2 separate regions of the Gossypium hirsutum genome follow, and region 2 is linked to region 1. Evidence: chromatin contacts called from public Hi-C data. All regions are on one chromosome and are shown on one strand. Each heading gives the region's core, a stretch centred on a gene start, on an enhancer-like site or on the middle of the called end of the contact. The rest is flanking DNA. Distances are from core to core; before and after follow the strand shown.

What was found. A called contact is a pair of places that touch in the nucleus more often than the background predicts.
Region 2: a Hi-C map of leaf shows a contact between it and region 1, with 2.6 times the contacts expected there. The contact joins the promoter of LOC107896275 here to the promoter of LOC107896265 in region 1. A contact is called at or near these places in 5 of 34 Hi-C or Micro-C datasets (hypocotyl, leaf and petal).

Annotation. Positions count from the first base shown.
Region 1 is chrA10:108,639,181-108,643,355 of Gossypium_hirsutum_v2.1, reverse strand. LOC107896265 (ubiquitin C-terminal hydrolase 12) reads left to right here and starts at 1,679. Exons shown (of 9, transcript XM_041078025.1): 1 at 1,679-1,897; 2 at 2,084-2,345; 3 at 2,457-2,525; 4 at 2,608-2,930.
Region 2 is chrA10:108,907,589-108,911,294 of Gossypium_hirsutum_v2.1, reverse strand. LOC107896275 (calcium-dependent protein kinase 1-like) reads left to right here and starts at 1,903. Exons shown (of 8, transcript NM_001326839.1): 1 at 1,903-1,984; 2 at 2,063-3,172. The coding sequence starts at 2,338.

The sequences.
Region 1 (4,175 bases), core at 430-2,929:
CAAGTTCATTTTCTCTTTTTTTTTTTTCCTTCGTCAAATTTCATTGAGTGAAATTGAGTGAAATTTAGTGATGAGAATTTCATTCTTCAATGTGCTAAGGTGAGGAAATTGTAGTGGGTGTGTGATAAATTAAGGTCACTTGTTATTACTGTCGAAAATAGTGAATATTTTATATTAAATTAGACTAAATTGCATAAACAATTTTTGTGTATTTTGTTTGTTTACTGTTTTACTTTCAGCGGTGGAGTAACTTATATTTGCAAAACAACTTATGATAACGTTAGTAACTAATTGCATAAAGATGGCAAAAAGAAAGATTGCATAAAAATGGCAAAAAAAGAAATAAAACACTTGCATGATAATATACAAGTAAAATTTGAAAGTGATTAGAATGGTATTAGGGTTTGTAGATCTGGAGGAAAAATTACTTTTAGTGAAATTTGGGAGTAATTTTTTTATCATTATTCTCTAATTTAATTATTTTTAATTTTTATATTTTTCAAAATTTGAAGTTTCATCAGGAATTAAATAGTAGCCATTAAATCTATTAATTAAAGAGAATAAATTATATTAAGATCATCTAAAAAGTATAGCTTTTAGGCACTAATAAAATAGTGTCACGTCATTAAATTTTAAAGATAACAAAATATTATTATACATGAATAAATTTTATTAGGATGAGAATAAATTATATTAGGATCATCCTAAAAAGTATAGTTTTTAGGCACCAATAAAATAGTGTCACGTCATTAAATTTTAAAGATAACAATGTATTATTATACACTCATCTATATCTAATATCTTCTCCAACTTAATTTAACTTTAATTAAATTATTTAAAATAATTAATTTTTTAAAATTATAAACAAACATATTTTATTTTTTTCACATTTTAATTATTTTGTTTTTTTATAAGTTAATATTTTCTATTTTTGTGTAATTTTTTTCATGTCATTCACATATAATTTTTGTAATTATTTTATCTTAAACCACAAACTCGAGATTCAGGATTTGGGTTTGAGATTTAAGGTTCAAGGTTTGGGTTTAACTTTAAGATTTGGGTTCGAGATTCAAGGTTCAGGTTCAAAGTTTGAGATTATCGGTTTGGGTTCAACAGTTTAGGGTTATAGATTACAAGTTTGAGGTTCAATATTTGAGTTTAGGGTGCAAGGGTTCAAGGTTTTAAGTTTTTGGTTTAGGGTTTGATATTCTAGATTCAGGAGAAAAAAATTACCAAAATTATGTGTCAATGACATGAAAAAAATTGTTAAAATATTATTAAATAATTGAAAAGGGACCATGAAAAATGTGGTGGAAAGGATTCATAAAATTACTTCTCTATGGACAAGTGTATAATAATAATAATTTCATGTCTTTAAAATTTGATGATGTGACAAAATTTTATTAGTGCATAAAAATCTTAGTTTTTAGAATCATCCTAATTTGAGTTATTCCATTAATTAAAATGAGATAATCTTTTTTATTAATGTTATATAAATAATAACTTAATATGACATTACATTTTTTTTTGAAGAAATTCGACTAGCTTTTATTAATATTCAAAAAAGAAACCCACATTGGATCACAACCTGGGCTTAGGCCTACCTGTTTTGATCAGTTTACTACTAAAGCAAAACAAAATTCAAAAACATCTTTGAAAAGTCAAAACCAGATATTATGCAAAAAGGAAATCAAAATAATTAATGCTAGTCGACTTTGTAACAGTTGGACTCCACTTTCCATAGTCTTTTCCCATCATCTGTCCCATCTGTTCCCTTGGTAGCCGTTTCATATCCTCATTACCTGCTACCCTCTACATTTCCTTCTTCACTTTGTATTCTTCAATCTGGTTCTCTGCTCCAACTTCCTTCTTAAAAATCGTCTCTCCCTCGTACCAGGTATGTTTCTTCCTTTTACTTTAACGCTTCTACTACAATCTTATGGGTGAAATCATTTTCTGTTCTGTTTAGAAACTAAAATCTGATATCTTCAAATCGATTAATTCTATTATGAATATCGTGAATAATCGCTCCTATGGTTGATTTATCTCTCTTAATGACTTTGCACTTCTTAATGATTGTTAGGGAATCCCTCATAACTGTCACAGAGGGGAGCTCCATTTTACTCCCTAATTTAACCGTCTGTAAACTCAAAAGGGCTTCAGTAACAAATGAAGACTAAACATTCTGGTGTAAAACTGTCTTCGTCGCCATGAGTCGTCCGCCCCTGCCCCAGACCAGCAGGCCGGATGCCGACTTAAAATTCCTGCTATCAAAGGCTGCGTCGAACTGAATCGTCACTCTGGTTCCTCCCTCTTGATACCTGTAACTGCTGCTCGGTTTTAAGGTACTTGTTTTCATCCTCAACCCTTCGAGTTCAGCTATGTAGTTTTAAACTTTGAGAGATAACTCCCTCCCTGTTTCTGTTTTCTGTTCATGTATGAATTTATTCCTTGAGTTCCAAATAAACCACATGCCACAACATAAAACCTTACATTGCCCAGAGGTACTCATTCTGAAAACCCAGGTAATCCATTCCCAAAATCCTTGAATTGTACTTTCACTGATCCACAACAGATCTAATAATGGCCATATTTCACCTGTTGCAGGACAATACCTAAAGATGTGGGTGATGTCTTCTTCCCCCTTCCACAGCGAGGACATGCCGCATCATTACTCACCCGTTTATGTTTTAAATTAGCTAGAGTAGGGATATAGTTCCAAAATATTCTCCATATTGTAATTGTTATCTTGGCAGGTAGTTGTAAATTCCATAGCTTACCATAGATATCCTTTAGATTGGTCTGTATTAAATAAAAGTTAGGATCCCGGAACCCAACAATCATCCCATACAGATATTCTGGTTCCTCGTCCGACTCTCCAACACAACCCGTCCTGCAGCAATCGCTTAGCAGCCCAGACACTCTTCCAGGTAAGTGAAGGTAGGTTACCCAAACGAGCATTAAGAAAATCTGAATGCGGGAAGTATTTAGCTTTGAGAACCCTTGCTAATAATGAATTTGGATAAAAAAGAATTCTCCAACCTTGCTTTGCTAATAGCACAATATTAAACTGGCAAAGATTGCGAAATCCGAGACCCCCTCCCTCTTTTAAATAGCAAAGATTTCTCCACACACTCCAATGAATTCCTTTTCTGCTAGGACTTTTTTGCCACCAAAATCTCGCTATAATGCTTTCTAATTCTAAACATAATGATTTCGGCAATAAAAAACAGGCCATTGAATAAGTAGAGATGGCTTGGAGAACGGCCTTTATAAATACTTCCTTACCCCCTTGAGATAAGTGTCTCGTACTCTAATTATCAGTTATTTTCTTTATCCGATCTTTTAGATTCTAGAACGACGCTGCCTTCTTTCTTCCTACCATATTAGGCAACCCAATTTAACGCTCTGGGTCATTTGAACATCGAACCCCCAATACTCTTGCTACCTCGCCTTTTGCCTCTGATGTATTTTTACTGAAAAACACTATAGATTTGTCAAAGTTTACACATTGACCCAAGCAGCTTCTATACTCTCGTAGGATGCCCTTGAATATTCTGTCCCCTCTACCAGTCACCTCGCTAAACAAAATACAATCGTCAGCAAACAGCAAGTGCGAAATCTGTGGTCCACTTCTGCTAGTTTAAACACCTTTCAATAATCATTCTTTAGTTGCAAGGCGCATCAAACTAGATAAACCTTCCCTACATAATAGAAAAAGGAATGGACTTAATGGGTCTCCTTGGAGAAGTCCCCGTTCTGGTTTAATGCTGTCTCCTGTATATCCATTAACTACAACCGAGTAGGATTCAGAAGTTAAGCACTTCATAATAGTATCAACCTAGTTTCCAATAAACCCCATTCGAATTATTATATATTTGATAAAGTTCCATTTGACCCTGTCGTATGCCTTGCTCATGTCGAGCTTCACAGCCATAAAACCTCTTTTACCCTGCCACTTCAGCTTGAGTGTGAAGAATTTCGTAAGCCAGCAATATATTGTCTGTTATCAATCTTTTTGGGACAAACGCACTTTGAGCTAGATCAATGCATTTCTCAATAACTTTCCTAAGCCGGTTGGGAATAGCTTTTGCAAAGATTTTATAAATTACATTACACAAGCTGATTGGCCTAAACTGTTTTATATCACACGGATTGGCTACTTTTGGGATAAG
Region 2 (3,706 bases), core at 654-3,153, 270 kb before region 1:
TTCAACTTTTTTTATGCTATACAAAGGTGATGTGGTTAATATGAGAAATATTTTTTTAGAACAACAAATGTTTAGTTAACCACATTTCAAATTATTGAATGTGTCAAATTAAAGAGTTCATGAGTTGTCTATAGTGCTTGTGTTTGACTCTATTATCTCAAATGATATCATACCACACGATATAGTGTAAGAAAATCTTTTTTATATGATAATTACCATTGACCTTATAATATTTATGTTCGCAGTTCAAATAATTTGTAACTTTAATTATAAAAACTTATATAGACTTAATCTGGAGAAAGACTTAGGCTAGGTTATATCCATTTTTATAATATGTAAATTAAGTCAAAATAATATAATATTTATCCTTTATAAAAAAAGGTTTTATAAATTGTTCGAAACTTTCACAACACTCCATATAAATAATATAATTTTTGTCATATTTTTATAAATAAGTTATTATAAAAAAATTATAACATTTTTTATGAATAAATAGATTATTTTATAATATATATATAGCATTGGCACGTAAATAAATTATATCCATACTTGATTATAAATTTTTATAAATAAATATATTATAAAATTTTTTATAACATGTAAATTATTTTTTTATAACAAACTATTTGGCTATAACTTTAGAAATTTTTTAGCATTTAAATAATATAATTTTTTTTATAATTTTATAAAATACACAAATTATTTTTATTATATAATAATCCGAAACACTTGTATGTATCATGCTTATAATATAATTTTATAATTTGAATAAAAATAAATTTTTAAAATTAAATTTGGGTGTAATTACCTATATAATTATTCTAACTCTCACTCTTCTCACTAAGAATTGAAAAGTGTAATTAGGGGTACTCCAATTATACTCAATTCGATCAGACCTACCAATTATAATAGTTACTCAAACATGCTATCCTTATTTAATTACAAATAATTACACACAAATTCAATTACCTAAATATACCTAGAAGTGAGCAAAACTTGATCCGATTCGAAAAAATAAAAAAAATTCAAATTTCGAGTTAATTGATTCAAATTATTTGAGTTATTCGAGTCAACTAGAATAAGTAATTTGAGTTTCGAGTATGGGTTGAATTTTACAATTTGAATAATTCAAATAACAAGTTGTTGTAAATACAACCTTGGTCCCCGTCAATTTTAAAAATGAGCAAATTAGTCTTTCTCAACAAAAAAATATAAAAAAATCAAAATAAATTTAAAAATTTATATATTTTAAAAAATATATAATTAATTTTTTAAAAAATATATAAAAAATTTAATTTAAAAAAATTATAAAATCTAAATAAATTAATTAATGATTCAAATGATAAAATAAAACTCGTTACCTTAATTAATTTAAAAATGTGTTACTCGATTTAATTGAACGGTGGACTGTAAATATGGGCATTTGGTGCACTTTAGTTGGATAATTTATTGTATTGCGTATTGAAATGGAACATATATAAAAGAAAATGGGACCGGACCCAATACAAAGTCAGGAAAGCTTTCAATTAATGGTACCATTAACCGATAAGCCCGGAATTGATAAAAACCCTAGATCCGGCCAAGCGCGTAAACCCTGCAAATTATGTCCAAACACACGTTTATGCCTCTTTCCATATGTTTGTTCTTTTCTTGTTATTTTAATGCGATAAAAAAAACATTAAATAATGTTGAGATTTAGATATAAACCAAGTTTCAAGGACTCCCCACTTCCACTCTCTTGTAGTTGTAAAACTTGGAAAACAGACTTCTTCCTTTTTCAACGAGTAGGCCAAGACTTGGTAAACCATACTTTTTTCCTTTTAATATAAACTTATTTTTCCAATGATCTTCTTTTAACTTTCTCATCCTTCAACTTTACTCATTTGGGTTTCTGTTTTTTTCCTTTTGGACTTTTGGGGTGTTTTTCCTTTTGAGCATTTCAAGTTTGATTTTTCCAATTACTGAATTTGAGATCCAAGGAGTTGTATGTGTTTTTCTTTTTCTTGCATAGTTAATTTATTTATTAATTGGTGATTGATGATTGTGTTGACTTTTTTCTCAGGTTCTTAAACTTGCTTCTACAATCATCTCCCGTAGTTGTTGTAGTCATTACTTTCATTTTTTTATGGATAGATTTTGAAGTTTGTAGGTAAGTAGTTAGTTCTAGTTTGGTTTTTGATATAAAGATTTTCCCTTCTAGAGGAGAATATAGGGAGCTTGATTCTTATTAGGAAGATCAGATCTTTTGGTATCAGATTGGCCCATCTATTGGTTTTAGATATTAATGTTCAAAACTTTTGATTGTATTTTGAAGAAGAAATTTAAGTGTGAGAGTAGATGGGGAATACTTGTGTAGGACCAAGCATTTCCAAGAATGGGTTTTTCCAATCGGTTTCCGCCGCAATGTGGCGGTCCCGAATGCCTGATGACTCGGTTTCGAGTTCTAATGGGGGAATTGGGAGTGAGGTAGCAGCTAGAGAACCTGAATCACCATTGCCAGTCCTAAACAAACCTCCAGAGCAAGTGACAATTCCTAAACCAGAGACCAAACAAGAGGCCAAAGAGGAGGCCAAACCAGAGACCAAACCGGAAACTGAACCCGAAAAACCGGCCAAACCCAAGTTCCCTCATATGAAAAGGGTGTCCAGTGCAGGGCTTAGGACTGAGTCTGTGTTACAAACAAGGACTGGTAATTTCAAAGAATATTTTAGCCTAGGGAGAAAACTAGGACAAGGGCAATTCGGGACGACTTTCCTTTGTCTGGAGAAGTCAACTAGGAGAGAGTATGCTTGCAAATCAATCGCAAAGAGGAAGTTGTTAACTGATGAAGATGTAGAGGATGTCAGAAGAGAAATTCAGATAATGCACCACTTGGCCGGGCATCCGAATGTTATATCTATAAAAGGAGCTTATGAGGATGCAGTGGCAGTTCATGTTGTTATGGAATTATGTGCTGGTGGAGAACTTTTTGATAGAATCATTCAGCGTGGACATTATACAGAAAGAAAGGCAGCTGCACTTACGAGGATTATAGTCGGGGTTGTGGAAGCTTGCCATTCTTTGGGGGTTATGCATAGAGATCTCAAACCTGAGAATTTTCTTTTTGTGAATCAGCAGGAGGATGCACTTCTCAAGGCTATTGATTTTGGATTATCAATATTCTTTAAGCCAGGTAGTATTTAGGCTAGCTAAGCCTTTTCAATTTGATCTTCACTTTATTGTTGAAACGGCATGGATTTCTTGGCTTAAATGAGTTATTTGTAGGTCCAAATCTAGTAAATGAATTCCTATTAAATTATTGAATAAGCAAAAATTAAGAAATTCTTTGCTACAGAGAGCTTATTCATGCTACCAATTCCTGTCAGAAATTTGATATTACATTGGAATTATATTCATATCGGTCTTATACATTACATTTCAAATGGTTTGTGACACTGGGAGTCATTATATGCTGTTAGCCCTATGGTTATATTCTGCTACCAGCCAGCCAGCCATTAGGCAATGATAATATGGTATCACTTGCACATCTACGTCCTATGTTTCATCATTGGTTTAGGCATGTCAGTTGTGTTTGATTCTTTAATGATTGTGACACACAAGGTTCCTTTCCCTTGGTTTTCTTGTTTGAACAAAATTCGCTTGCATTATCTATAGTTTAGAGTTTCAAAAGTAAATTTTACTTTGAGCCCCAATCTTAAAGTGGGCC